7 separate regions of the Mus musculus genome follow, and regions 1, 2, 3, 5, 6 and 7 are each linked to region 4. A link is a contact called in public HiCAR-type, HiChIP or PLAC-seq, Micro-C and promoter capture Hi-C data. All regions are on one chromosome and are shown on one strand. The core of a region is the stretch at or near the end of the contact, and the rest is flanking DNA. Distances in the headings are between cores, read along the strand shown.

What was found. Promoter capture Hi-C pulls out the DNA fragments that hold promoters and counts their contacts. Hi-C and Micro-C count contacts between places; a contact is called where the count stands out from the background. HiCAR-type assays count read pairs that join an accessible place to other places. HiChIP or PLAC-seq counts read pairs in DNA pulled down with a chosen protein or histone mark.
Region 1: a contact with region 4 is called in a promoter capture Hi-C map of embryonic stem cells, with 4 times the contacts expected there. The contact joins the enhancer-like site here to the promoter of Tdp1 in region 4. A contact is called at or near these places in 9 of 39 promoter capture datasets (the 3T3-L1 cell line, 3T3-L1-derived adipocytes, the C10 cell line and 5 more), 2 of 484 Hi-C or Micro-C datasets (bone marrow-derived macrophages and nephron progenitors), 5 of 115 datasets of contacts at active chromatin or transcription factors (astrocytes, bone marrow-derived macrophages, embryonic basal ganglia and 2 more) and 3 of 9 other capture datasets (adipose tissue, embryonic stem cells and liver).
Region 2: a HiCAR-type map of astrocytes shows a contact between it and region 4, with 5 times the contacts expected there. The contact joins the promoter of Ttc8 here to the promoter of Tdp1 in region 4. A contact is called at or near these places in 11 of 39 promoter capture datasets (the 3T3-L1 cell line, 3T3-L1-derived adipocytes, cranial neural crest and 7 more), 2 of 484 Hi-C or Micro-C datasets (LSK cells and embryonic stem cells), 5 of 115 datasets of contacts at active chromatin or transcription factors (astrocytes, bone marrow-derived macrophages, embryonic basal ganglia and 2 more) and 1 of 9 other capture datasets (liver).
Region 3: a FOXA1 HiChIP or PLAC-seq map of pancreatic cancer cells shows a contact between it and region 4. The contact joins the enhancer-like site here to the promoter of Tdp1 in region 4. A contact is called at or near these places in 3 of 39 promoter capture datasets (embryonic stem cells, liver and second pharyngeal arch cranial neural crest), 16 of 115 datasets of contacts at active chromatin or transcription factors (bone marrow-derived macrophages, embryonic basal ganglia, embryonic forebrain and 12 more) and 4 of 9 other capture datasets (adipose tissue, embryonic stem cells, macrophages and 1 more).
Region 5: a promoter capture Hi-C map of pre-B cells shows a contact between it and region 4, with 2.5 times the contacts expected there. The contact joins the promoter of Rps6ka5 here to the promoter of Tdp1 in region 4. A contact is called at or near these places in 3 of 39 promoter capture datasets (erythroid cells, liver and pre-B cells), 1 of 484 Hi-C or Micro-C datasets (embryonic stem cells) and 1 of 115 datasets of contacts at active chromatin or transcription factors (bone marrow-derived macrophages).
Region 6: a contact with region 4 is called in a promoter capture Hi-C map of liver, with 4 times the contacts expected there. The contact joins the enhancer-like site here to the promoter of Tdp1 in region 4. A contact is called at or near these places in 11 of 39 promoter capture datasets (the 3T3-L1 cell line, the HPC-7 cell line, embryonic stem cells and 5 more), 1 of 115 datasets of contacts at active chromatin or transcription factors (bone marrow-derived macrophages) and 2 of 9 other capture datasets (embryonic stem cells and liver).
Region 7: a contact with region 4 is called in a Micro-C map of embryonic stem cells, with 4 times the contacts expected there. The contact joins the promoter of Eml5 here to the promoter of Tdp1 in region 4. A contact is called at or near these places in 10 of 39 promoter capture datasets (the 3T3-L1 cell line, 3T3-L1-derived adipocytes, embryonic stem cells and 3 more), 7 of 484 Hi-C or Micro-C datasets (CD4 T cells, the G1E-ER4 cell line, embryonic stem cells and 2 more), 7 of 115 datasets of contacts at active chromatin or transcription factors (T-cell acute lymphoblastic leukemia, astrocytes, embryonic basal ganglia and 4 more) and 2 of 9 other capture datasets (adipose tissue and liver).

What each region holds. Positions count from the first base shown.
Region 1 is chr12:99,227,537-99,231,511 of GRCm38.p6, reverse strand. All of the region lies in intron 4 of Foxn3 (forkhead box N3), which reads left to right. Among named protein-coding and RNA genes, the nearest start is that of 4930474N09Rik, 67 kb to the right of the region's middle. Within about 2 kb of position 1,296, at least 23 of the 459 cell types and tissues checked have an H3K27ac peak or open chromatin away from gene starts, as enhancers often do. A contact at or near this core is called in embryonic basal ganglia and embryonic stem cells, where this site is marked.
Region 2 is chr12:98,918,071-98,921,887 of GRCm38.p6, reverse strand. Ttc8 (tetratricopeptide repeat domain 8) reads right to left here and starts at 1,314. Exons shown (of 14, transcript NM_029553.4): 1 at 1,105-1,314. The coding sequence starts at 1,218.
Region 3 is chr12:99,061,733-99,065,502 of GRCm38.p6, reverse strand. The region is part of intron 2 of Gm40554 (a long non-coding RNA gene); the gene reads right to left. Among named protein-coding and RNA genes, the nearest start is that of Gm40554, 39 kb to the right of the region's middle. Within about 2 kb of position 1,517, at least 29 of the 459 cell types and tissues checked have an H3K27ac peak or open chromatin away from gene starts, as enhancers often do. A contact at or near this core is called in pancreatic cancer cells, where this site is marked.
Region 4 is chr12:99,882,534-99,886,533 of GRCm38.p6, reverse strand. Tdp1 (tyrosyl-DNA phosphodiesterase 1) reads right to left here and starts at 2,016. Exons shown (of 16, transcript NM_028354.5): 1 at 1,982-2,016. It overlaps Efcab11 (EF-hand calcium binding domain 11), which reads left to right and starts at 3,092. Exons shown (of 6, transcript NM_030172.2): 1 at 3,092-3,252; 2 at 3,677-3,772. The coding sequence starts at 3,178.
Region 5 is chr12:100,722,795-100,726,518 of GRCm38.p6, reverse strand. Rps6ka5 (ribosomal protein S6 kinase, polypeptide 5) reads left to right here and starts at 1,399. Exons shown (of 17, transcript NM_001330702.1): 1 at 1,399-1,738. The coding sequence starts at 1,639.
Region 6 is chr12:98,948,609-98,952,652 of GRCm38.p6, reverse strand. The region is part of intron 6 of Ttc8 (tetratricopeptide repeat domain 8); the gene reads right to left. Among named protein-coding and RNA genes, the nearest start is that of Ttc8, 30 kb to the right of the region's middle. Within about 2 kb of position 2,097, at least 3 of the 459 cell types and tissues checked have an H3K27ac peak or open chromatin away from gene starts, as enhancers often do. A contact at or near this core is called in the HPC-7 cell line and liver, where this site is marked.
Region 7 is chr12:98,900,106-98,904,363 of GRCm38.p6, reverse strand. Eml5 (echinoderm microtubule associated protein like 5) reads left to right here and starts at 2,880. Exons shown (of 44, transcript NM_001081191.1): 1 at 2,880-3,532. The coding sequence starts at 3,336.

The DNA of each region.
Region 1 (3,975 bases), core at 47-2,546, 650 kb after region 4:
AATTCTCCAAGTTCCTCGGATTCGGTTGTCTGTGTGTGACGGGTTCTTGTGTAGCCCACGCTGGCACACAGCTCCCTATTTAGCCAAGGATGCCCTGAGCCCCTAAACCAGAGTGCTGGGGTGTCACAAGAGTACTGCCACACTCAGCTTATGTTTATGGTGTGTGTGTGTGTGTGTGTGTGTGTGTTTAATTTTTATTTATATTTGTGGGGTTTTTGTTTTTTGTTTTGTTTGAGACAGGGTTTCTCTGTGTAGTTATGGCTGTCCTAGAAATCTCTAGATAGACCAGGCTGGCCTCTAGCTCAGAGATCTACCTGCCTCCTGACCCCTGCCCTCTGCCCTCTGCCCCCTGCCCCCTTGCCTCCTGCCTCCTGCCTTTTGAGTGCAGGGACTAAAGGCATATCCTGTTTTACTTTTAAAACATAATCCATTTTGACCGCTAAGTACAGCTCTTGCTGTTGCTGTTATCACCTATTTACTGTGCACATGAGTCCATGTGTGCATGGCATGGTGCAGTTGTCAGAGGACAATGCTGCAGTTGAGGCTGGGTTTCTCCTGTTTATGCCACATAAGCCAGGAAGGCTGACCCAGGCTAGTTATCCTGCCTCTACCTCCCATATCTCCATGGGAGCGCACAGTTTACAGAAGTGCCCTGCAGCAGATGGCCGTCTGCGTGCACTCCCGGGATGCAAACCCGGGTGATCAGGGCTTGGACAGCAAGTGCTTTCTTTACCTGTCGAGCCATCTCCCTGGCCCAGTGTCCTGTTTCTAACCTTTTCTTTCATCAAGTACCACTCAGTAAACAAATGGGATACGAAGTTCAGTTCCGAACTCTTTTTAATTGAAATGAGGAAGGGTGGTGTTTAATCTGTGACTTGTCTATCACGGTGACACTTGGGATCGATATGGCCGATGCTCCTTTACAGAGCAGTGAGCAAAGCCCCGGGGACAAAGCCTTCCTTTTAATAGGCTGTGAGGTTGGTTGTGAGAGTGGCGGTCAGCTGGGTGGTGTGTGGAGCCAGAGTCCCGAGACCCTAGCAAGCCAGCACGTGGTCATAGAATCCTTGCTGTGTGTGGCGTTAGATTTCTTGGCCAGTAAATAACATGAAATTTTTTCAATAATTACTGTAACTTTGAGAATGTGCCCCTCTATAGGTTCTTCCTTACCCGTCTGGATCATTGTACCCCGACACTTGATATATGCAGTTTGTATTGGTGGCCACATAGAGAGTGAGCTTTGAGATGCAAATGTTCCGGTCTCAATTAAATGCCTTTGGTGTGCATTCACACCCAGTCCCTTTGCTTTCTCTTACTGAACCAATAGAACACAGTACTGGGGTAGTGTATCTCTCCAGCGACACGCCTACAGAAGCAGTGAGGTAATTATTCCTCTTCTTAAACTCTTAGCTTGGGACACCTCTGAGGAATGGCTTTATTTCTCCTTACTGAATAAAGCTTTTACAAATACAGAAACCCACCTTTCACTCTCAGGCAGCTCCAGTCACAGAGAAGTGTATGGGTAAAAACTGTATTTCTTCGAAGTTCATGCCTCCAAGTGGGAATCGCCCCTGGCCTGGGTTTGGATGTGGACAGGACTTGTCTGTGAAGCCCTCTGCCTCTGTCCTTAGGGAACTTGGGAATTTCCCATCTCATTCAGCCCCACAAAGGCTAGTGAGATATTCATTCTCATTTTCTCTCTCTCTCTCTCTCTCTCCTCTCCCCCCCCCCCCCCGTGTTGACTCTGTCTGGATTGTGTAAGGGGCTACTAGTAATAGGCAAAGGCGCAGATACTCCTAAAAAGAAAGGGCTGGGAGGTCTGCAGGCTCCTGAAAACCAGAGAGGAACTGACTGACCTTTGCTGCAAAGTGAGTTGGTAGTCACATGGCTGAAAAACCGCGTTGGATTTATGAGCTAAAACTCTGGGATGATCTTTTAGATGTCCTGCCTTCTTGTTTGCACGCATGGGATACACAGAGAATCCAATGTGTTTTGTGTTTTAGATATCCCTGGGAAGATTCCAGTTGGGGCCCTGTGTTTTGTTAAAGCGACAGAGCTCCTGTCTTCTTTCTCTAGGCATGGCTGGGATGGAGAGGTTCCAGTGGGGCCTGTCTACTGTTAGAGACTGCCAACCAACTCACCCAGGGCTCACTCTTGCTTTACCTGGGCCTATCTCTTCTTTTTCATCAATAAGATGGTTTCAGAGGATAACTTCTGAAGTCTGTGTTTCCCTGCCCAATGCTGAGACCTGTCTGTCTGTCTGTCTGTCTGAAAACCCAGACAAGTTTGATTTCCTGTGGAATGGTTTGTTTAGTGGCATGATTGGAGATAAGTTTTGATCTATGGCCACATAGGGGTATAAGGTATAATAAACTAATAATAAATTGGCATTTTTCAGTGACCTAGAGCCTCCATAGCTACTTTTTATAAAATGCCCAAGTGAAAAACTGATCAGAAATTGATCTTTTCAACTTGGTCATTTCATGGGTAATTAGACTGTAGATACACAGTAATTACTGGTATATTAATTTGAATGGTTGCTTTGGCCTTTCCCACATGTCCTGAAAGAAGACGGTGTTGAGGCTCCAGCTTACTGTGTGTCTATTTAAAGTAAAATATTTCTCAGTGGAAAGGGATAATTAGGAAACCCCAAACAGATCCCAAGTTCACTCCCCAGGGAATAAGTGTAGATGCCCGACCTTAGAAGTTTCTGGGGCATTGGCTGCCCATCTCTGTGAGGTCACTGGGTAGAGGCTGTATCCTCCCTGTTTGTACTTCCCAGCATGGAGGCCAGGCTGCCACAGAGGTCAATGTGGATACTGTGGTCACATTCTAGAAAGAGAGCTGTAATTATGACTTCTAATTATGTGCAGTTATGCCTACAGAGTTAAACGTAAGGGCAGATCCTACTTGGAAGTTTAAGTTAATTGTCTACAGGGTCAGAAGGGTGCTACCATCTGTCCTCTCCCCCTTTACCCCCTCTCCCAACCTAACCAGATAGGCATGACCTTTGGTGTGTCAGCTTTGACCATTGGTTAGCACTTCTTACAAGAGAGGGTCACATATAACTCCTGTTCCAGGGAAAAATAAAATTTGATCAGGTCATGACCCAGCCTGCCTTCCCTGTCTCCCTGGTAGCTGTCTTACACCGTGGGAACACTTGGACTTTCATGTCCTGAGCCCTGACTTTGTTGAGAAAGAGCATTAATCACCTTTGGACAGGTAGTCTGGTGCTTTATTTTGGTTTTGAGGGGTTGGTTTGATACCATCTTATTGTTTTTTATTTTGGAGTGTGTGTGTGTGTGTGTGTGAGAGAGAGAGAGAGAGAGAGAGAGAGAGAGAGAGAGAGAGAGAGAGAAAACACTTCACTTTGTATACCCTGTCTATATCTGTTTCTTTGTGATCTTTTTAAAAATATTATTTATTACATATATGAGTGCTCTATCTGCATGTACACCTGCATGCCAGGAAAGGGCCTCAAATCCTATATTGTAGATGCAGATGGTTGTGAGTGCTGGGAATTGGATTCAGGACCTCTGGAAAAGCAGCCAGTGCTCTTCACTGCTAGGCCCCCTTTTCTGGTCTTTTTAGTAAGATTCCCCAACAGGATCTGAGCAACCAGTTTTTATAAATCCTTCAACAGTCCTGACTTAGCCTTGCAACACTGACTTTCCGGTCTTGAACCTTTTCCCCTCTGGCTCCCACATCAGCCAGTGTCCCGCTGAGATGGATTCTTTCCTCCTGGAAAAGTGACTTGGCACATATGCCCAGCTGAAGCCAGAGCTAATGAAGATGCCCTGCCTGTGGAATTTCTCCATTTCAGCAGCATGGGTCCTGCTACTCAGTGGCAGAAGAGAGTGGATGAGGGGAATTCTGAGCACCTCACAGAGCGGGGAGGTAGTGTCTAGGGTGGAAGCAGGGCAGCAGCTGGTCTTCCAGTAAATGGGGGTAGTTGACTGGGGCAGGGGGCACTGGGCA
Region 2 (3,817 bases), core at 65-2,564, 960 kb after region 4:
ATCCATTCGCTCAGAGAGCAGCAGAGTCCAGGAACAACCTTCACACTCAGGCTTTTCTAGCTTTCCCTTTCTTTCCTAACAACTCCAAGGCAACACCACTAGAGGGAAAGCAAGAAAACCAGGGTCTGAATAGGTACAATACACTGTGCATGTACCTAAAAGCACTGCCAAACTGGCACAACTCTACTCTTAGGCTCCTGTTTTTCTTCTCGCCTCTTCCAGGGGCTATTTATTCAATGATAATGTTCGTGATACCTCCCCCATTCATTATTGACCTTTGCATTCATTATACACAATAATGCTGTATTTATTAAGTTCCCTTTTGCCCGATCCCCTTTAAAGACAGGTTCTCCTTTAGCTCACCAGGCTGGCCTTGAACTCTCTACCTAGCTGAGCATGGCTTTGAACTACTGATCCCCTTGCTGTACAGGAGTATACCTTCATGTTGAACTGTTATATGTCCTTCTAACCAAGGCTATCAGGTCTTCTTCTGTCTTATATTTCCCTCCTACAAGAAAAGTTTCTCTTGCCCAGGTAGTTTCTTTAAAAATAAATATATCCTTCCCTCATCTACATTCTCATTCTTCTATCTTGCCTCCAGTTGAATTCATGACTCAGAAACAAAAGTTCCTTCACACTTGGACAGAGGTCTAAAAATGCGGTAGATCGCGTGCTTCACTATCTGGACCAAAAGACAGCTGTGTTTAAAGGCGGCTGCATCTCAAGTCTTTGTTCACATATATATTTTCCTTTTTAGAAATCAACCAAGTTAGGAGTGTGACCAGTGAATGACCAATGAACTATCAAAGCCCCTCACAAACTTAACAGAGTCCCTTTAAATATAACTAATTCTGAAAAAGGTGTGCTGAAGTTTATAGCAGGAGCTGTCAAAGCACAGGACTCAGGATTCCCAGGGGATGCAAAAGGCAGGGACCTACTGTCCAGGATTCCAAAGAGTCTCGCTCCAGGTGCCTTTGCGGATTACACAGGCAACTTCTTCTTGGGCCCTCCTCCCGGGCCTCCCTCAGGGGACAGAGGGATCCCGCCCTGAGCCCATGGCCTCAGCAAAGAGGATCCACAGACTGCCTGGGGCCGGCCAGGTACCTGATCATAAGGGGATTTCTCCAGCATCTGCGTGCATAGATCGGCGCAGAGCTGGAACTTCCTGCGTCTAAAATAGCTCCAGGCCCGGAGCAGTGGCTCCATCTCTGAGCCCATGGTGGTCCGGGACAACCCTCAAGGAACCCAGAGGCCCTGTACCCAGAGCCCGGCCCGGGGAGGGCGGGGTTCGGGAGCAGCGAGCGGGAGGCGTCTGGCTTTGCTGAGCAACGCGCAACGGCGGGGCCTGGCTAAGGAGGTGTCCGCAGCGCGCCTGAAAACAGGGGACGGGAAAGCCTCTGAGAGCCGACCTCAGCCAGAGAGTTTGCAAAGAATTGCTGGCAAAAAAGTGTTCTTTTAATGACAATAGATTGCATTAACTTTGAAAAGCCACCAAGCCTTTAAAAGAAACAGGTAGTGACTTAGACACCTCGGACAGGGTCCTCCGTGCTAACGAGAGATGCAGTTGCCTAGCAACCATCCGGTTGCTTACCCTGTAAGTGCCAAAAAAAAAAAAAAAAAAAGCCCACCTAAATTGACCCGGGTTGTGTCTCCTGTCTCACTACGCCCCACTTCGCGCATTCCTACTGCTGTCATATTTCTGACTCTAGAAACATAAATGCGGAAACAGTTTCTCCTGTGCCCTAAATCCAAAACCTCTACAGTATTTTTCCGTCTCACGGCAGTGTTCAAATTGCAAGGGATTTGAGAGCTTGCTTAGTCCAATACACTCATTTTACAGATGAGAAGATGAGATAGGCTCCAAAAAGAGAAATTATTTGCTTCACTTGTTTGGAGTTAAGGAGGCGAGACTATAATTTACAGATTGAGGGCATTTCTTCCAAAGTAGATAATGTATGGAAAGGGAGATTTGTTGTTGCTGTATTGTTTTGGTTTTCCTTTGGTTTGGGTTGTTTTCTTTGGTTTCAAGATCTTGCCATGCAGCCTAGGCTAATCTGCAGTGCAGCCTCCCTAGTGCCAGTGCATACAGGTATTTGACACCAGATACAACAAATAAACTTTTGAAACCCCGTTTATGGGCACGTGTCGTCTGTCAAATGTTTTCATGTGTGCAGTGAGTTTTGGTTTTGTTTGCTTTTATTCTTTCCCTGCAGAAGACCGAGTCCAGGGTTTTGGCACGCGCTAGATAAAGATTCTATTGTTGAAATCACTGAGCTAAATCCCCAGCCCAGAGTGGTTCTGACTGATTGAACCACTGCCCGACTTTCCTCTACACATTTACAAAGATGACAAATATCTAACAGCAAGAGCCCATAATGCAGAAATGAGGCTGGGGTGAGTCTGGGGGTGGCTTCTTAGACCATCCTCCTGCCTCCTTCCTACCATGACGGAAGACAGAAGAAAATATCTGAATAGTGAAGAGTTTTCTGACGGTGTCTACACTTTCTCTCACAGATAACAATCAATAAACACAGACCTTTTGCAGTTTCCTGAAACCACTAGAGAATCACAATGCAAACATTATATTTAACCCAGGTAGCTTTTGCAGATTTCAACCCGACGTCTACATTTCAGAACAAAGGAATGGATTGTGAATATTTCTAGTCTCATTTTCTAAGCAATCCTTCTAGAATTTTTGCATCTTGGAAGTGACTAATTATGAAGATTATAAGTTTTATAGTGATGATTAATACTGGTCCATCTGTGTTTCCCTAGAAGGGACTCTAGAGATGGAATTTGTGAGAAGGTCCCAGTGAGGTAGTCTGTGTGAAGGTCATGGTTTCAGGAAGGCATACATGTTGGTCATGGACAGCTTCAGTACTTCACAGGGGCCTTTTATTTTATTTTATTTTTTTATTTTTAATATAAAAGACTCCTGTGTAAATGATTTTCAACCCTTATACCCCACACTGACTGTGGAATGACCAGTTCTACCTCAGCTTCTAGACCATTGTGGTTAAAGGTATGGACCGCCACAGTACATATATCTTTGAAGTTTCTAAGGTTGTTTTTATTTTATGTGTATGAGTGCTTTGCTTGCATGTATGTCTGTCCACCGTGTTTGTGACGAGTACTTGAGGAGTCCAGAAGAAAGCATCTGGTTCCTGGAACCCGAGTTATCAAGTGTGAGAGCTGCCATGTGGGTGCTGGAACTGCAACCCGTGCCCTCTACAAGAACAGTAAGTGATCCTAACAGCATTGGCTTCTTCTCTCTGGCCCTATACACATTTTTTAATTGCAGAAAAATTTGATGTTTCCATTTTAAAACAATGCACAGATAGTACTGAGTTCAATGTATTCCTCACCCAGCTTCCCACATTGCCACAGTATGCTTGTCACATCCAAGGAGCTAACACTGATACATTATTAACCATATGCCTTATTTATTTGGATTTCAGTAATTTCCTGCCAATATTACTGGAATTCCAAAAATGATTTTTTTGGGGGGAATATACAGTCTCTTAAAGCTCTTCTTCAACTGTAGCAAACTCCAAATGTAGAAGTCCTACAAAACTTCCCCGAAACTAAAAGTCTCAATTTCTACAGAGGAGCTGTATTACATTAGCAGCAAATTGCTGACCATCTGCCAAGATCCATTTTCCTCCTGCAGCCCTCCAATGAAGTCAACACCTGTTATTTTAGAAAGGCTTTTTTAAAAACTGAAAATACAATTAATAACCATCCCCTTTGATTGTAAATTTGCTTTCTTAGCTCTGAATTTCACAGGCAATTACTCATTCACTAAGGTGAGCCAACT
Region 3 (3,770 bases), core at 268-2,767, 820 kb after region 4:
AGATCAATACTCTACTGCACAGATATGTCTCACTGGTTTACCCACTTTTTAGTTGATGGGCTATTACAAACAACACAGCAGCGGGCACCTGAAACAAGTTTGAAGTGAACACATGCTTTTATTTTTCTTGGGAGTCGGATTTCTGACTCATGTGACAACTGGACACCTGCCCTTTTGATGAGCTGTCGGACTTTTCTGAAGTAGCTGTGCCATCTGATGTCACCACCACCCCGCCCCCAGCAGTACCAGAGGACTTTCCATTTTGCTGCGTCCTTACCCTGTGTATTGTTAGTAATCCTTTGTATGGCAATGGATGTGGAATTGCACCTCCTCTACCTGTTGACAAATGATACTGAGCCTCTCTCATCGTTGGCCACTTATCTTTCATCCTTGTGGAAGCATCCATCTGGATCCTTGGCCAAGTGTTCAAACTGGGTCATTCATCTTTTTAAGACGGAGTTGTGAGAGTCCTTTCTGTATCCCGTATACAAAGTCCTTTACTGGATATGTGATTTGTAAATATTTTCTTTCATTTTGTGTGTTACCTTTTCATTCCACTGGTCCTGTCCTTGAATGCTTATTTGATGTCCACCAATGACAAATGTCTGCCTTTTGCCTTTATTGCCTGTGCATTTAGTGTCATATCCAATAAATCACCACTGAAGAGTTACATTCACTTAAATGAGCTATAAATCATTTAAATGACTTTCCAAAGCCTAGATTCTGTCCCAGGTCTTAAGGGCCTTGACCCTATCTATGTTCCTTATTTTCATGTTTATCCCTTTAACAACTCTTCCTCTATTTAAGGTGTCCTAGGCCTGTCTCAACTCTTCAGAACAAAAGGGGACAACTGAGACATCCTTCATCTTTGTGCTCAGGATGCTATTACCATGCCAACAGCACTGGAGCTTCTGTGCACACCCTAAGGACACATGGAACTGAATGACTGGGGAGCCGCTGTCTCAGAAGCGTCCCCTTGTAGGTCCACCACATACATCACCGTATTAAGATATCCAAGGAGGGAGCTTGCAATAAAGAAGCCACTTTGACTCTGTTTAGTGGTTGAGTCAGGTACATGTTTCAGCGGGCCTTCCATTCTCAGCATTAACATGCCCAGGAATGTATCATTAGTTTAGGTTTCCTATATCCCTTTCAACTTTCTCCAGTAGCGATACCTTCCTTATACTTTGCATGGTCCCTGACTTTCCACTCACTTTCCAATAATAAAGTATGACAGTGCCAGTGGGCTTCATAGTAACTACAGAGGAGAGTTAAGTTGGTTGACAAATGGAGGCGCAGGTAAAGAAAGAGAGGGGCACACGGCGGATGAAACTGGTCTGTGACATGTGCCCGGATGGCGCTATCTTACTGCTGACTCACTTCCAGATGTGTCCCGGGAATGCTTGTCTTATTGCTGACTCACTTCCAGATGTGTCCCAGGAATGCTTGTCTTACTGCTGACTCACTTCCCGGAGACCCTGATCAACCTCTCTGCAGGAACCTGATGAGTAACGCATAGCTCAGACAGTGCCTGGGAAAGCAAGTGCCTTTCTTCCTCAGGATGAAGATGGCAGTTGGGTACTGTCAAGTCCAAGTTGGAGAAAATGCCCCTTCCTTCCTGACTCTGTGCTGGGACCTGGGAACATGGATGCTCTGACACGCCACCCACAAGCAGCCAGTGTTCATTTGGGAAATAGACAAAAATGCTCTGTCATTATATTTTCTCCAAGGAGGGCCTCAGTTAATATGTAGACGTTTGTTTCCAAGTGCGCTCCTCCGCCTCCCTCTCTTCCCTCCCTCCCCCCTTCTCTGTGTGTGCATGCTAGAGTCTGATGATATTATAGGGAGGAAGAACCTTACTGTGTGGATCTAATTAAAACAAAAATACCACTTCTTTTTTTTTTATTTTGAAAGCATTTGGCTGATGTTAATGAACCATCTGGGGCTGATTTGATGGTTACTCCAGGGGCTTTGGCAAATAAAAGGGGGTGGGAGATTCCAAATTGGGTATCTTTCAAGCCTGATAGTTGGACTTTAGTTAGAACAAAGTCAGTGGAAAGCAACTCAAACTGGCTTAACGTGAAAAGCCTGCAATTACTCTGCTCCAGCTTGGGGTTCTGAACCATATTCGGGCAGGGAGCCTGGAGCCAGGCACCGGTCATGCCCAGCTTGGCTCTGTCTGTTCCTGTTGAGGGGCAGCATCCTTAGGTGGACAATGCTTGCTCTGGACCTCTCTTTTAGTTGGCTGGGGCTTTGTCAAATATGCTTCAGGAAGTCGCAGGCGGAGACTGTTAGGTAAGTCACGGGATCTTTCTGTGTGATTGGTCTAGACCCCTCCGGTTCCTTTTCTAGTGAAGCCACATCTAGTAAATTAGAATGTTAGCTGTTAGGGAGATGTGGTCACAGAAAGTGCTTGGCCACTCTTAAGTGATGGCCAGTAACAAAAGCATGAAGCAGCCCTGAGAACCCCGTCCTGTTTGGTGCTTTATATAATGCTTTCATAGGATTGTAACTCATGAATTGAAAGATGCCCAAAATAAAGAATTCACAAAGTCAATGAATTTTAACCAGCTACCTTTTCACTCACTACCCACACCAAGAGAAAGACACACACAGAGAGAGAGAAAGAGAGAGAGAGAGAGAGATCCCTCTCTGACTTACATCCTTTCAAAGTTCTCCACAAGTTCCGAGTTTATCGGAGGAAGCATCTGTATTAATGGACCAACAGATTGGAAAAGGTACAGAGAGAGGCTTCTCTGTAATGGGTCTGTTTGTTTGTTTGTTTTAAGTGCCAAGAGTAAAATTTGTTTCTAAACTGGTTTCAAATCCATGCGTATTTTCGAGGCACTGACTAGAAGAGGGACATAGAGAAAAGGCAGAAGCTAGAGTCTGTTCTATCCTTGCTTGGAAGTCTGATCTTGATAAGCAAAGAATGTAATTAAAATGGATTACAGACTATTAAACACACACAAGAACAAAATGATTGCAGTGTGTGCATGCCAGTAATTAAAGCTTTAGAGGAGGAAAAAGTCACCATCACTTAAAATGATTATCTGTCAAGGTTAGTAACAAATATTGACATGCAAGCTTTCCCCCCCTCCCTGTTCTTGCTTCTTAGAGGCAGGCACTCAGCAATTAGTGGCATATATTCCAGAATCAATATGGCCTCGGGTCCAAAGCAGAGGGATCCATACATTTTAAAATGAGTGGACAGAGTGGCAGACAGGCTCCATGGAAAAGAACTGCTGCCAGGATCATTCAATTAGGGCTTCAAAGACAAAGAGGAGCCAGTCAGGGCAGCGTCTCCTTAAGTGGGTTTATCTCAAAGATGTTCTTATGATAACCACAGGGAGAGACTTCTTCACATCAGTGGATTCCATACTTTATCTTTACTATTAAAACAACTGAAGGTAGGAAGTGGAGTGTTCCTTAAAAGTTCAGTGACTCAGTGGCTCAGTGACCAGAAGCCTGGGCTCTGCGGCCAGACTTCAAAATCAGTGGATTCAGATTTCAAAATCATCAATTTTCCTAACAGATTTTGGGCAAGTTGGTTTTTTTTTTGTTTTTTATCTCTTTGCTCCCTTTTCTGTAAAATAAAGTAATGATCAAATCTACCTTATAAGATGCTAAAAAGAACAAATGAGATCTTGTAAGCAAGAGTCGTGGTATACAGTAAGGATTCAAAATGCAGGCACTGTTGCATTAGGAAGGACAGGCTGGGTTATGACACAGTGACATGCAAGCCCCAAGATCTGCCGGCTTTACTCAAT
Region 4 (4,000 bases), core at 767-3,266:
TAACATTCCCCACGGCTTCCTTTCCACAGTTTATTTTCTATCTCACCAGGCAGTGCCTAGCATAGCAGAAGTGCAAAGTCACAATAGTAGTAAGGGACATCGAAAGAAGGAGAATACAGGTGTACCCCTCTACCCACCGAAGTCCCAGCCTGGAATCAAAGCAGCAGTGATTCCCACAGTGGAAGCAACTGGGGCCTGCCACCGACTGGGCACATAACAGCACCCCCCTCCAATTCCAATTTCTACTTAAATCAAGGAGAAAGCTAAGTTGTAAAAAATGCTTTACATTTTGCTTCTGAACTCCCAGTGGGTCCCGGACTCCTCCACAGGCACCTGTAACACTTGTTTTCCTGTCAGTAGAATGTAGCTTATGGCTCCATTACAGCTATCACAGCAAAATAAAGTCTACTTTGTAAAAGTATTTACATAGGAGTAGATTCAAATAAATATGAAGAAAATAACAGCATATGTGTAAAGAGAATAAATAAAAACTAAGGCAGGCGAGGCAATGGAATTTGGCAGTGTTGGATACTGTACCAAGATGGGGGAAAAAATCTTATGGAATCCTTTCACCAGACAGCAAACTCAGAATGTCATCAGAAATTTCCTTAAGGGCTTTTAAAAATATGCATGGAGGGCTAGAGCTTTGAGCCGTGGATAAGAGGGTTTGCCATGAGTTCCAAAGCCCAGCATAATACCTGTGCCTATGACCCCAACATTGTGATAGTCAAGGAGGTCTGAGAGTTCACTGGCCAGTCACCCAGAAAGAAAACTGCCGCCATCTTCAGGTTCTGTGAGATTCTGACTCACTAGAACAGGGCAGAGCGCAACTGAGGAAGACAGTCGGAAACTGCCTGTATAGGTGTGTGTACAAACACACACACACACAACAGCTGATGAAAAAAAAAAAGGCACTCCGCTTAGAACCTTGCTTCCACTATTCCCCGGTTGGCTGAGCAGACTCAGTATTTCTTCTATATAGACACTACTCCTCAGACATTTAAGACAGAGGCACCAGATTCTTCCAAGGTGGTCCTTCCTCTGAGCCGGGAAGTAAGCAGAATTGAGGTCGGGGATAAAGAGTTAATAATATAAAGCTTCTATCCTAGACAGGTTTAATTTCAGGGTGAAAGGCACACATTAACACATAAAAAGCCTAAAAGTCAAGATGACTACAGATGCTCACTACATTTTACAGGGATAACTTTTCTTTGGAATCATTTGTGGCATAGCATGAGACCTGGGAGGGAAAGGAATCCGCGGGCTAAAAGGCAGTCGAGAAACATTCCAGACAGATGGAATCCAACCTGCTGAAGGCCAGGAGGAGGTAGCTAGGTTCTAACTGTAACACAGGAATGGTCCAGAAAGAAGGGGTGGGGACAGTAAGGCAAGTTAAAAGCCGAATTTTATTCTAAAGACAATGGGACTCCCAGTGAGAGTGCCTTGGCCCGTCTAGTCTTTTAAAATGATCATATGTAACACAACTTTGTGCACACGTGGCGATAAGGACGCTTCTGCAGGAGCTGGGCTGTGGGGTGCTGACGATGGTCAAGGAGCAGTAATTTGGGGGTACAGTAAGCAAATCGTAAAGCTGCCAACGTTCCCCGAGCGCTCAGCTCTGCCCAGACACAATTCCAAGCGTACAGACTCATTTCAACCTCAAGACAGCCCAATATCACGGCGGTGTCCCTGGTGTGGAGCGTGGTCCACGGAGGGAGCGAAGGCCAGCGGCTCTGCAGCGCGTCCCAAGGGTTAGGAGCGCAGGGTCCGGGGCTCCCGGGACTCAGAGCGGAGGAACCCTGCCCAAGGACCCCGGCCTCGCCGCTCTCCTCGCGGTCCTCACCGAGCCCTGCTGGCCTTCCACTACCACATCTGATGGCAGCGGCCATCGCGCCGCCATGAGGAGGGCGGGCGCAGAGTTACCGCCGCCGCTGCCGCCAGAGCCCGCCCCGAGCCGGCGCCCGCAGCGGCAGACACCTACCTGACCCGCCAGGCCGCCGCCGCCGCCGCCGAGACTCCGCCCCGCGGCGCGCCCGCGCATGCGCGCAGTTCAAACTCGCCGGCGCCGCCGCCTAGCTAGCCAGCCGCTTCCCCTTCCGGAAGCCCCCCACTGGGTCCTAAAGACAGCCTCATTTGCCTGAGACCAAGAGGACCAGAAAAGAGCCGAATGAACGCCTCACTCTCTGCTAGTTTCCTGTTGAAAGAAGAGAGAAACAGAAAGCTGTGGTAGCTTCTCTCTCGAGGTTAATTTGCAAACAACGACTCCATTCTGGGGATGCTTTTAGGCAGCTTCAGGCTCTCAAGGCTAAGACAGCGGCGTGCTCTGGGAGATGGGTGAGCGGTAGAAAAAGACAGCTGCTTCAGACTTTAAAATCGACTGCTAGATAAAAAGTTAAATGAGCTCCCATCAGACTCAGAACCTCCTTTGAAGGTTTCTCCTTTGAAACGGTCATGTTCTTGTCAATCTCACTGATTTGCCAGAAGGGTAGAGGGTATTCCTCATCTTCTATAAAGATGTCTGGTATGGGATTCTTGTGCTGTTCCTTAAGTCAGCCTCACGTCAGGCATCGCCTTCCGGGGGGTTGAATAATCAATTCTGTGTAAACATTCAAAAAAACGGGACATTCCGTTTAATTGTCCTAGACACAGTGTTACGTGCCAGGGTTACCAAGAGGGCGAAAATAAACATAGTAGCTGCTCTGCGAAGGCCGTCCAAAGACTTGCAGTTTAAAAATGAATCTTGGTGTTCACTCATTATTTGTGTTTGTGTGCTTTTTTTTTCACATTCTTCGTGTGTCTCCTGCCAAATCTAGCAATGACACGGGTCAGAATAATCAAAAAGAGTTTATTGTAAATTTGGGAGAGAGCCTGAAAGCAATCAAAACGAGTTAAGAGAGCCCAGAGGTACCAGACCTCCCTTAAGACAAGAAAAATCGAGTAGGGGCGGGGCCAAGGTCTGGGAGCGGGCCTTGAGGCCCCGCCCCATCGTTAAACAGCGCCTTTAACCAATGACAGTACGAAATCAACGCCAGTGGCTCGGAGACTGACCAATGGGAGGAGACGTTGGAGTTGCGCGGCGAAGTTGAGTCCCAGCGGTGGTGGGCGAGGCCGCAGTGGCTGGTCTGTGTTCTCGCTGCAGCGGAGGAGACGCCTGGCTTGGTCTCCGTGTCGGTGGCGATGTTCTTGTCAGAGGCAGGCGCAAGGCCCCGAGCAGGCGAAGCCAGCGCCTCAGAACGCAGGAAATGGGTGAAAGTAGGTGTGGGAGCGCGACCCGAGTTCAGACTTAAGCCTGACCAGGGCCACTTCTGTCACCCCTCTTGGTTCTGGCATTGCTGCAGGACTCTGATCACTTCCCCGCCCACCACACTGTCCACGGATAATCACCTCGACCTCCTATCCGTCCCATCACCTTCCCAATCCCAGGACTGAGCTTTCGAGTACAGTTTATTCCAGCGGTTTAGAGGAATGGATTTGTCAGCCCCTTAAACTTGGTCAAGTTCCTTAAACTTTGGGGAGAGGGGACAGAGGGAAATCTTTAACTCGGCGGTTATATTGCTTGAGAATTAAAACTAGAGTACTGAAACTGCATTTTGAAAGCTCCACAACCAGGTTGAGTTTAAGATGTCTGTGTTTCTGGTTTCTGGCTTACTAACTGTAGATGTTTAATATTCCTTAGGTATTTAAAGCATGCGATGAAGACAACAAAGGCTACCTAAGCCGAGAGGACTTTAAGGTTGCGATTGTAATGCTGTTTGGGTACAAACCCTCCAAGGTTAGAACGTTTCCTCTCTTCCCCTCGTCTCCTTCTCTCTCCCTTCCTCTTCTCCCTTCTTTAGATGGGGCGGATAATGCTGTAGAAATGAATCCTAAGAAAACTGGCCAGGAATACTTTCTGATACCTGTAGAGCAAATCTCTGATTTATAAGCCTAAAATGCCTCCACCACCTAATTCCCCGCAAACCCCTCCCCCCTTTAAAGGCCCAAACAGGTGCAAACTAGG
Region 5 (3,724 bases), core at 150-2,649, 840 kb before region 4:
AAGATACACTCATCTTTCCTATACAGCTGTTTCCCTTACACTTCATTTAGCCTACCTGTTACTTAGGTCACCAGCATTTGATCTCCTCTAGACCTAGGCTCACAGCTTACCTCTGTGTGAAATGTCTCCAGTTTTGTCTTACTTGCCCTTTAAATTGGCTATCCAGATTTTCTCCTTGCCCTAAAAGCCTTGAGAATAATCGTTGCCATCTGTGCCATTCTCTAATGCTTAATACTGGTTCACAGTTTTGTTTAAATTCTTTATAGTTTCCTGTGCCTGTATACAAGTTGCCCATCTCTCGAGTTCCGTTAATAGCTTTTCAGGAGCAGAAATTGAATCTTATTTTATGATTCACCACACTCTTTGAGTTTCTTAAACATGAAAAATTGGGATGAGGATGTAGTTTAACTGGTAGACTGCTCGCCTAGCATTCATAAAGCTGGAGAGTTCAATCTCCCGCATGTCATAAGCAAGGCATGGTGGCACATACTGCGAATTCCAGCACTGGGAGGTGGTGCTAGACGTACCAGGGGGTCAAGGCTAGGCTGAGCTACACTCCCCACCTCCACAAGTTATTATTTCAGATTTCTCATCCGGAGCCAGAACCTTGACTTTTTGTGTATAGGAGCTACCTGTATTTAATTTTTAAACGTAATTTAGTTTTGCCTTGTGTGAGCGATACATGCCCTTAATTAAAGCTTGTGTGGAGGTCGGAGGTCAACATGTTAGTTCTTTTTCATTATATGGGAACTGCACTGTGGTTGTCCACGTCTGGCCGCAAGCACTTTTACCCACGGAACCATCTTGCCGGCTCCTACCTGTATTTAAACACAAAATTCATTTAATTTATTTAGTGCTACAGAGAATAGTATCATTCGAAGACATGCCATCTTCCAGACAGTCACACATTTGTGGGCCGTTCCCTAGGACCCTCAGACGCGCGCGAGCGCAAACACGTGGGTGACAAGTGCTTCCCTCCAGGACCCTCCTTTGTCCACTGTGATTGGCGGACCAAGCGGTCCAATCGTCTTTCCCCGCCTCTTTCCGCAGTAGCCAATCAGAGGTCCGGAGCGCCTCCTGACTACTAGATACTGTTTACTAACAGATCGAAGCTGGGAATAAGGGGTGTGACCATTCTGGGGAGGTCAGGAGAGGGAAGGCCTGCCTGCGCGTGCGCACCAAAGCGAGTAGGTGGGGCATTCCGTGGGTCTTGCCAATCGGAGCGTTCGCGCTCCTCCCTCTCCTGCCTCCCCGCCAAGCAACAACAATTCGAGCAGCGGGGCGGGGCGGCTCCTGAAACGTCAGGACTAGCCGCCCAATGGGAACGGGCGCTGGCAGACGCGCGCGCGCTGCGCCCAATAGCGCTGGTGGCTCAGGGCTGTCTCCTGGGCTGGCTGTGGGAGGAGCGGCCTGGAGGAGGAGGTGGAGGCGCAGGGCGCGGGGTTGTGCCGTACTAGCGGTGCCCGCTGAGGGGAGGAGGCGGAGGAGCTGCACGGCCAGAGCGGGAAAGAGACTCGCCTCAGTGTCGGAGTTGTGGCGCTGCGGCAGCTCGGCTCCTGGAGCTGTGGAGAGACGGGGCGTCTGCTGTCCCATCAGGTTCCCCTAAGAGCGACCCGCGCGATCGGAAAGAGGGTGAAGATGGAGGGGGAGGGCGGCGGCAGCGGCGGCGCGGGCACCAGCGGGGACAGCGGCGACGGCGGCGAGCAGCTCCTTACTGTCAAGCACGAGCTGCGGACCGGTGAGCGACCCCGCCCTCTGCTGGCCGGGCCAGCCGCGGAGGCGCGCCTGAGAGCCGGCATGGGTGCGCGCACAGGCCAAAAGGGGCGCGGGCTGGGGGGGACGGGCCCGGGGCGGGGCTTCGCGGGCGGGGAATAGTCCGGGGGTCCTGGGAGGCTCTGGGCACGGAGAGGAAAGTTTGCTCCTGCTGGGCCCCCAGTTTCCGACCCAGCCTGGGAAGATGCCTTTATGCCCCCTTTCCTGCATAGGTGACATATCTGTCACTACACGCTGTCTCGAGGGAAAGGTACTCTTTCCCTCAAGAGGTGAGCTGTGTGGAGCTGTGTGTGATGGAGCTTGAAGCTTGAACTCACTTTACCCTGCACCTCTGCCTGGGATGGTTCAGGTGTGAGGGGAGTGTGTGTGTTTGTGTGTGTATGTATGTCTGTACCATCCCTAAGGGACAGCGATCCTGCGAGAGGGGTATTGGTTCTCGGTTAGTCTCTGGTGAAGGAAAAAGGCTTCGTGGTCCTCTGGAATTAAGTCCTTTCTCTCAGAGTTATCGTGAAGTACTATACTCTCTGAAATTTGCCAGGTCTTTTGGCAAGCAGCCTCTATAAATGTAAAGTTTTGGGTGAAAGGCTTCACTAGGCGACTTAAGTGCTTGCATCCCCTGTGCTGGAGATCAGTAAAGCTCCGTGTGCTAAGCTTTTTACTTTTGCTTTTTCATTGTGTAATTCCGGGGTTTGTTTTGGAAAATTCTTATCTGGACCAATTGGTAAAGTTTGGGTCTCCCCAGCCCCATGGAGTCAGGTCTCCCCTTACACTATCATTTCTGCATGGAGAATGTGTTAGAGTGGATCGATAGTTATTAGTGTCAGTGGTTTTAAGATTTTTGACACTTAAGTCTTTGGCACATTATATTAAGTAGACACAAATGGCAAATGGCAGGTTTCAGGTAGAAAGCGGGTCCACCTTGCTGCTGTTTGGAACAGATTGAAACAGATGGATAAAGTTAACTACAACCCACAATTCTTGATTGCCCATTAGTATCTTTGGTGCCAGTCTTATGACTTAGTATAAGATGTAAATTCATGCCTTCTCATTTATCAGTATAAGCACTGCAGTTTTGATGGTTCTGACTCTATAATGTATCCTGACCCAGTTATTCCATAGTATTTTTGAATTCCTCACATAAACAGTGTAGATTCCCTTGGTTGAGATCTTCACTCCAAATGTTATCAAAAAGTGATGTTTTCAACGGGATTTTAAGCCATTTTTCTCAGTATACATGTATGTAGTGTTAATGCCCAGTTTACACCAGGAGCAGTGTCACATTTTCTAGAGTAAGGATTTTGGTCCACCTCCCCCCCATCTTACATAATGATTCCTTGCTGTAAGTGTGTGGAATCATACAGTACAACAAATGCTGCTTGAAGTCTTCTATGCTCAGCCATTGATCATGATACAGCAAGCAGTCTTTTGCTCAAAGACCAAGGGGCAACCTACTTGTTAGTAGTCAGCCAACTGCTCAGTTTCTGGATTTTGCAAACAATGCTAACTCTGTAGAAAACAATGAGCGCTGTTTTATTTCCCTTTGTCAACTAACTGTGTGTGAATCATCAAGTTTGCATTTAGAAATTCTTCTGATGGATGACGAGACTGCACTGAACTCACTAGTAATGTAGTAAAAAGGACAGGAACGGCCATTTAAATGTATTGCTAAGCACGTGGACAACTGATCAGATGTAATGGTCAAAAACACTGTTAAAATATAACTTGAAAGAGTAACTCCTCCGTCACCAGCCAGCTGGGCTCCTCTTAGCACATGTTGCTCTGATAGGAGCTAGAGCAGTGTGGTAGCTGGTGGCTATATTGAATACCATAGGACAAATGATAATTGAATTAGAAACCCAGTATAAGGGCGTGGAAATGGCTCCATTATGGAGACTGAATAGTATGGCATACCCGGACATGGAGTTGGAAGACGTGATGATGAATACTAGCT
Region 6 (4,044 bases), core at 848-3,347, 930 kb after region 4:
GCCCACATGTATTACTGCCAAATACCATCCAAAAACAGAGAGAGAAAGAGAGAGAGAGAGTCACTAAAAACTCAAATATATACATATAGGTAACAATAATAAAAGAATAAATACAGTTCTCTTCAGATCAACTCAACTATACCCATGCTACAGTGTACATGTGGAGGTCAGGGATAGCTTGCAGGCCTCAGTTCTCCACTTCTACTATCTAGGGCATAGGGACTAAACCCTGGATCTTGGGCTTGGTGGCAGGTGACTTTACCTACTGAGCCATCTCATATGACTGATGTTATTTATTCTTTTTGTTTTTGTTTGTTTGTTTGTTTGTTTGTTTTTCGAGACAGGGTTTCTCTGTGTAGCCCTGGCTGTCCTGGAACTCACTTTGTAGACCAGGCTGGCCTCGAACTCAGAAATCCACCTGCCTCTGCCTCCCGAGAGCTGGGATTAAAGGCGTGCTCCACCACACCCGGCATGATGTTATTTTTTCTTAACATTGAAAATGCAACTTCATAGTACTCTTAATTGCTCTAGCATTCTCCCTATTATCAGAAAGAAAAAAATGTCTGACCCACATGTCACTTTAATTTTTAATAATGCTTCCCAAGTAGGAACACAGAGACAGAAATATAATTGTCACATCAAAGATCAATTTCACTTTCTTAACGTTTAAACGTCACTTCACAGTTCTTGCTATTTACCTATAATATCCCCTGTATTTATACAACATGCTTTCTTTTGAAAAATAAAAACTGAACCGCCCCTCTATTCACTTCAGAGTCAAAGTTGCAAAATATATAAAAGGTTTATTTTTTTAAAAAATGCCCGGTTTGTGCTCATTATCTAAATCCTTTTGGAAAATAACATTTGCGATAAAAATCTAAAATGGCATTTTAATGTTAGCGTCTGATCCACAGAGTACCATGCGTACATGTGTGCGTGTGTGTGTGTGTGTGTGTGTGTGTGTGTGTGAGAGAGAGAGGGGGGGGAGGGAGGGAGAGGGAGAGAGAGAGAGGGAGAGGGAGAGGGGGAGGGGGAGGGGGAGGGAGAGGGAGAGGGAGAGGGAGAGAGAGAGAGAGAGAGAGAGAGAGAGAGAGAGAGAGCGCACATTCGGGCTAGTAGGCAGAGAACACGTGCAGGCATCTGTCCTTGGCATTCCTCCAGTCAATCATAGGATCAATGCAAGAGCTTTGGCAATTATTTGTTTAAGGAATAGCCTGTCATCTTGTAAGTACAAACAGAAAATGAAAGTTCTTACTTTTCAGTGAGTACAAAACAAAACAAGCTACCTCCTTGAGTGTTCTATACTAGAGCGACGAGCAGTGAATATAATGAGGGCCCAATTACAAGCATTTGATTTTACCAAGATACTTAATTTATAGCTAATATAAACCAAAAGTTGCTATTAAACCAGGAAACGTATGAAAAGCTTGAGAAAACAATAGAAATGAGGCCTAATCTCCACCAGTGCTTCCAGCCAAGCTGAGTGGCTGATGACTGTGAGTGCTCAACAGGACACGTGGGATGAAGGAGTCTTAAAGCTATTCTCAAGAAACACATCCAAGAATGTCTTAAGTACATGTGCGCATGTATTTACCTACATTTCTATTTGCTATTATAAAAGGATACTTTTTGATTTAACATCATATAAAAACAAGCATTTGCAACTTTTATGATTTTTGGAAATTATTATTTTAATGGATACACAAAAAGTCCATCTTGCCATTTGTTATAACTTATCAAATCTGTTCTCGAGTACTGAGCATTTATATTGTTCTTCAATTATTTTTGCTACTATGTCTATAATAATCATGTCAAACACAGCTACATTCCCTGACTTTTCTGAGAGCTGAAAGCAAAAAACAAGTCACGCCAATGTGTTGATGGCTATCTGCTTCCTGTTATCATGCCATTTTCTAAACTGCACCCTTTGCAATGTTATCTGTGACTTGTAATAATTTATGACACTCTCCCTAAACATTCTAAAGTCTTTTCTTTTACATTTCTTGTTGGCAAGAAAATACATCTCTACTGCACCTGCTTCCTGCTATTTCCTCCAAACTGTCTGTCACAGGGTCATTTCTATGTTCATAAGAAGCCCTCTAAGGGCTGGGGAGGTGACTCTGGGTAAGTCTCTTCTGACCAAGCATGAGGACTGGGAGTTTAGATCCTCAGAATCCACTGTGTGTGTGTGTGTGTGTGTGTGTGCGTGTGCGTGTGTGTGTGTGTGCGTGTGGGTGTGCGTGTGTGTGTGTGTGCGTGTGGGTGTGCGTGTGTGTGTGTGTGCGTGTGGGTGTGCGTGTGTGTGTGTGTGCGTGTGGGTGTGCGTGTGTGTGTGTGTGTGTGCGTGTGGGTGTGCGTGTGCGTGTGTGTGTGCGTGTGTGTGTGCATGTGTGTGTGTGTGTGCGCGCGCGCGCGTGTGGGTGTGCGTGTGTGCGTGTGTGTGTGGGTGTGCGTGTGTGTGTGTGGGTGTGTGTGTGTGAATGTGTGTGTGTGTGTGTGTGAATGTGTGTGTGTGTGTGTGTACAGGGCAGGAAAGCATAGTGGGGAGCAAAGACAGTGTGATGGTTTGTATATTCTTGCACCAGGGAGTGGCACCATTTGGAGGTGTGGCCTGGTTGGAGTAGGTGTGTCACTGTGGGTGTGGGCTTAATACTCTCACTCTAGGTGCCTGGAAGTCAGTCTTCCACTAGCAGCCTTTGGATGAAGACATAGAACTCTCAGCTCCTCCCGCGCCACGCCTGCCTGGATACTGCCATGCTCCCACCTTGATGATAATGGACTGAACCTCTGAACCTGTAAGCCAGCCCCAATTAAATGTTGTTTTTTTATAAAACTTGCCTTGGTCATGGTGTCTGTTCACAGCAGTAAAACCCTAACTAAGACAGACAGGGAGCCCTCTTAGTTCCCTAGACTAGCTAGAAGGGCAAGCTCCAGGCTCAGTGGGAGAGTCTGCCTCAATCCATGGTACACTGTGATTGAGGAAGATACTTGACAGCAATGGCAGGCCTCCATGTGTAAGCACGCACATAGATACATGCATGTGTGCCCATATACATATGAACATACACAAAAGTGAGAAATTGTCTGGTTCTTATATACAATTCCTAAATAGTGAGTAGAAGGGGAAAATATACCTATAGGGTGATTTTAAATATTGTTTGTCATATCGAAAAAAAATATTATCTGAACTTTTAGAAAGCTTTTTTCTGGCATATATGTAGTATGTATATGAATGTTCATACGTATACATGTTCATGTATCTATGTTAGGTTGGACTTGACAGCAAGCAGTAATCTGCCCATCTCCACTGCCCCAGCACAGGGATACAAGAGCATGCCACCATGACCAACAACTGCATGAGAGTTCTGAGGACTAAACCCAGGGTCTCATGCCTGGGTGGACAAGCACTTTACTGAGCCATCTCCCTAGCTCTAATTCAAACTCTAATAACCAGGCAACCCCACGTCTAACAGAATGTCTCCAAACAAGCTTCCTCAGTTGTCATTTAGTGACTCAAAAAGATCTACTGCAAGGTCTTCCTACCTGTTCAGCATTGCTTGTTTTGAGTATGAGACATTACTCATGAACATAATCTTATAAAATTTATAAATAGAAACTGGTTCCCAGGAAGATTTTGCATCATTTTCTCTTCCCGAGATGTACTTAAAGGTCATTTTGTTATTTTTTTTTTCTCTTAAATCACTGACTTCTTCTAATGAACTACCTTCCCTGATGAGGTTGTTACATGGAACTCAAGCTTTCAAATGCTGCCAAGGGTCCTCAACTCTATTTCCTACATTTGAATAAACATTTTCTAGTGTTTCTATAATTTCAGAATATATTGTATAGCAGTAGTTCCCAATCTCCATTGAACACTGGCACTGCCTGTGGGGTTCTTAATAGCAGCCGAGTCACAGCCTCCTCTGGAGATTCTGACTTTGGAAGCGTAGCACAGACCCACACATCCATTGCTATTAAATAACACAGACAATTAGGAAAGAGAGGCCCCTTTGAATTTCTATTTCTAGGCCAATGTGAATGTAA
Region 7 (4,258 bases), core at 1,631-4,130, 980 kb after region 4:
TGTTTTTGCCAGTCTGACATCTGGCTCTCCTTCACAGGAGGAGTTTTGGGTGCCAGTCTGGTTTAGAAGGAGCCTTGTCCCAGAGCTGCATTTATTTACACCTGTTTTTAATTAAATTGCAGGCGTCTTTGGTTTGGTAGATGAAGACAGGGGATGATAGAGCATCCAAGCCAACCCCGAGGATCGCTAGTGGCATCCATCCCTTCTTAAACTGGAAGGCTGGGTCTTTCCCATTCTCTCTTCCTGTGGCTTTGACCCACCTAGCACTACTACTCTGTGGCTTCTAAGGGGGATCCACAACTCACGTCAGCTAATTAGAGACCATGAAGATGATGTCTACTAGTTTCCAGGGGACAGCCAAAAGAAAAAAGCTATTTCCACAGGGATTCCAAGCTAAGGGGGATTGGTCTATAGATGGAGCTGTTGGCAATTATTTTGCTTGTCTGGCAACTGAACCAACACCAGGTAAATCTGGGTTAAGTCTAATGGCCGGGTTCTGATTCTAATTATTGGCATCTTAGCTTTCAAGTCCATTGATGTACTTTTCGGCCTTTTGATACATTATAATTCTCTTTAATCTAAGGCAGTGGGAATGACTTTCAATTACATATAACCAAATAAATTCTTACTAATACAATAATATAGTACAGGTATCAGAAAATGATTGTTTTCAGATAAAAACAAGAGGTTTCCTATTTTAAGTACATAATATTTTGTTTTACATTTAATGATTGAGATAAAAATAAGGAACATCTGTGTTAAGTTCTGTACACAAAAAAGAGTGACCAAAGGCCTGGTTGTAGAAATTAAAACTATTATAATTTATAACGCATGAAGTCAATAGCTATAATATCACAAATTTCAGCAATGTATGTTTCACTTGCTTTACTTCATATGTGTATATCTGTTTATGTATGTACACATGCATGCGGACATGCCTTTGCATGTATGGGTAGAGAGGCTAGAGCTCAGTGTTGTCTTCCTCTATGCATCTTACTAAAATTTTAAAATCACATTTATCTATCTATCTATCTATTTATTGGTGACTACCAGGGGCACATGTGTAAGTGAGAATCAGAGGACAATGTGCATGGGTTGCTTCTTTGTAATATACATGGTTCTCAGGGGTCAAACTACAGTTGTCAGATATGGGGACAAGCTCTTTTACCTACTGAACCATTTTGCTAGCCCAGTCTTCCGCTGAACCTGGGCCTCAGTCGTTTTAGCTGGGCTTTACGGTTAGTGAACCGCCATGATACACCTGTCTCTGCCTCCTTAGCAGTCAGCTTTTTATGTGAGACCTGGAGATGCGAAGCTCAGTTCTTATACTTGGGCAGCAAGCACTCACCTTCTTAGCCATCAGCCCATGGCTGACCTTACATTTCTTTTATAGGCTGGAGGATACATATCTCGGTGCCAACACATGAACAGAAAACCACAAATAACTCCATTTGCTTGAATTTTAGAATACACCCCACATGTCTGAACTATGTAGCTTCAGACTGGACTAGGAGGCATCAGATTACCAAAGGATTATTGTTCTTTTACGTAAATGGTTCACCAGATGTTTACTTGTTGATCCATATCTGGGGTCTGGTTGCATGACTTTCAGAAAGCGGTAACACCTTGTCCAGGGTAAAGGCTTGACTGACTTCTCTGCCATGACCCTGCTAACAGATCGCATAGAGAACTGGTGAGATTTGCTTTCCTCTCTTTAGTATTCATGAATGGTTCACTTTCCAGCCACCGCTGTGCCTCCGTCATCTCTTTTGGTCTTAAGTTGTCATCTGAGGATGGCTTAATTAAGAATGTTTTTGCTTCAAACTCTACCCTTGGGTCATTAAAAATTGCAATGGAAAATATGATAATGGGAAAATAAATTATTTAAATCTAGTATTAATCTGAAGTTCTTAAATATGTACCATGGGATCTGTAAAACATTGTGTTGAAAAAAAAACTGTACAGAGAGAAATTCTTATTCTTCTACACCCTACCTCATAAAAATTATATGTAGCTAGTGATTAATATTTCACGATGTACGGCAACAAATATTTAATTTTTTCTAAGCATACATAGATGTTACATAGTCAACATCTCTTCCAGGAGTAGTCTACCTGATCACAATTATTTAGGCCATCTGATTTCACAATTACTTTAAAACATGCCCTTCTTCATTTTAATCAAGAGATAATTGCTGCTATCCAAAACAGCAGCTGAAAGATCTGCCAGCGGGGTGGGGGTGGGTGGTGGTGGGGTGCGTGGGGGGGGGGGGTGGGTTCGGAGTTTTGGTGGGGACAGTGATGCACATTTGTAATCTCAGCATTCAGGAGACAAAAACAGGAGGATTATGAGTTTGAGGCCTGTTGAACAACAGTAGTAACAAATCCAGGACTATTTATTAGGACAGTGTATCTAATGTGTCAAAAGCACATTTGCGAGGTTAGGTTTTCTTCTTGCCAAATTTCTGGACCAGAGAGCACCATGATAAGCAAACACACACGTATATGTAAGGTATGGAGGAGGCGATTAAAGAATAAAGTGAACATTCTATTCTGGTGTTATTCATTGGCATATGAAATAGCTGAGGTCTAAGGGCAAGCGGGATTCCCCAGAGATTCCTGAGCAAGCAAACCCAGCAACAGGAATCCAAATCTGGGTGGGGTAATCCAGGTCTCGCGAGGGTGGGAACGGGTGCTTAGATCTTGGTAGGGAGGACTGCGTGGGGGGGGGGGGCGGGGGGGCGGGGGGCGTTAACCACAGCCTGGTGGTGGTGAGCAGGGAGCTCTCTGATTCCGCTCTACTCCGGGAGGGGCGGGGCCACCTGAGAGGTGGGGCTAGCGCAGGGGAGGGGCGGGGCCGCGCGGCTCCGCCCTCCCGCCACTCAGCTGGGCTCGGGAGCGCGCGGCGCGGCTCCGCCGGGGCTGTGGAGGCGAGGTAGCGGCTAGACCGGAGCGCCGCAGGTGACCCGGGCGGGGAGTCCGGTGCGCGGGGCGGGCGGAGAAGAAGCGGGCTGGAGGCGCGTCCCCGTCCCCCCTCTTCGCTTGGTTGTCTTCCAGCCTAAGGCACTGGGCTGAGGGGACACGGCGAGCTCCCAGACGCGCGAGGCTCCCGGACAGCCGGCGGCGCTCGCGGCCCTCAGCATGTTCGGTGAGGCGAGGCTTTTCCTCCCGCCCGTGGGCTGAAGCGGCGGCGGCGGCTGCGGCGGCCACGCAAGCGAGATGCACCTGCCGGGCTCGGCTTAGAGGAGCGTCCGGGCCGCCAGCGGGAGAGCTTTCGTCACCCAGCCCCGGCGGCGACCGCGGGCCCGAGCCGCAGCGACGGGTGGGCGCACCGACATGGCGGCTCGGAGCGCCCCGAGCTGCCACCTGCGGCTCGAGTGGGTGTACGGCTACCGGGGCCACCAGTGCCGCAACAACCTCTACTACACGGCGGCCAAGGAGATCGTGTACTTCGTGGCGGGGGTCGGCGTGGTGTATAGTCCGCGGGAGCATCGGCAGAAGTTCTTCCGCGGCCACAGCGACGACATCATCAGGTACGGGCTCGGGGAGGCGGAGGGGTGGGGTGGGAGGGGGACCGCTGTCACCCCTGCCGAGCGCCCTCGGAGTTTGCAGCTGCCTGTCCTTCTGGAAGTCGTGGCCGTTCACGCAAAGGGGCATCACCCAGGACAGCGATGTGCATCTATCTGGTTCGGAGCCCACCCACTTACCACTCCGCTTTCCGCAGCGCCCTTTTCTAGGGGAGCGAGCCTACGGATGCTCCGCAGGCCTTCGCTTGACTGGATTTGTGACCTTTTCCGTTCCATCAACATCAGGAGTTTAGACTCCGTGATTGGTTTCTTGTTAAAAAGGAAATCTTATTTCGCTAGGGAAAGGAAACACTTGACAGAAGACTAACCCAAGCTCTGCGGTACTCAACTCTTGGCCGTAGTTATTAGTTCAGATTTCACTATCTGCAATTATCAGCAGATAGCAAAGAAACTCATGTGTTACTCGGAAGGCAATTCACTAGAGGTTAAAATTCGCACGCTGGAAGGCACTTGGAGGGTATGTCTTTTATGAGAAATAACCTTTACCACACCGATTTCCGATTCTGTTTATCTTCATCAGAGTAACCTTAAGTTTACTTTCTTATTAGTAATTTCAATCACAGGGTGACAGTATCTTGCTCTCTATTGATCTGAATCTTAACGTTGGCCGAGATGTTTGGTAAGCTGTACATATAAAGGGTAATTTTCCACATTTCAGTCGAACTCTAATGT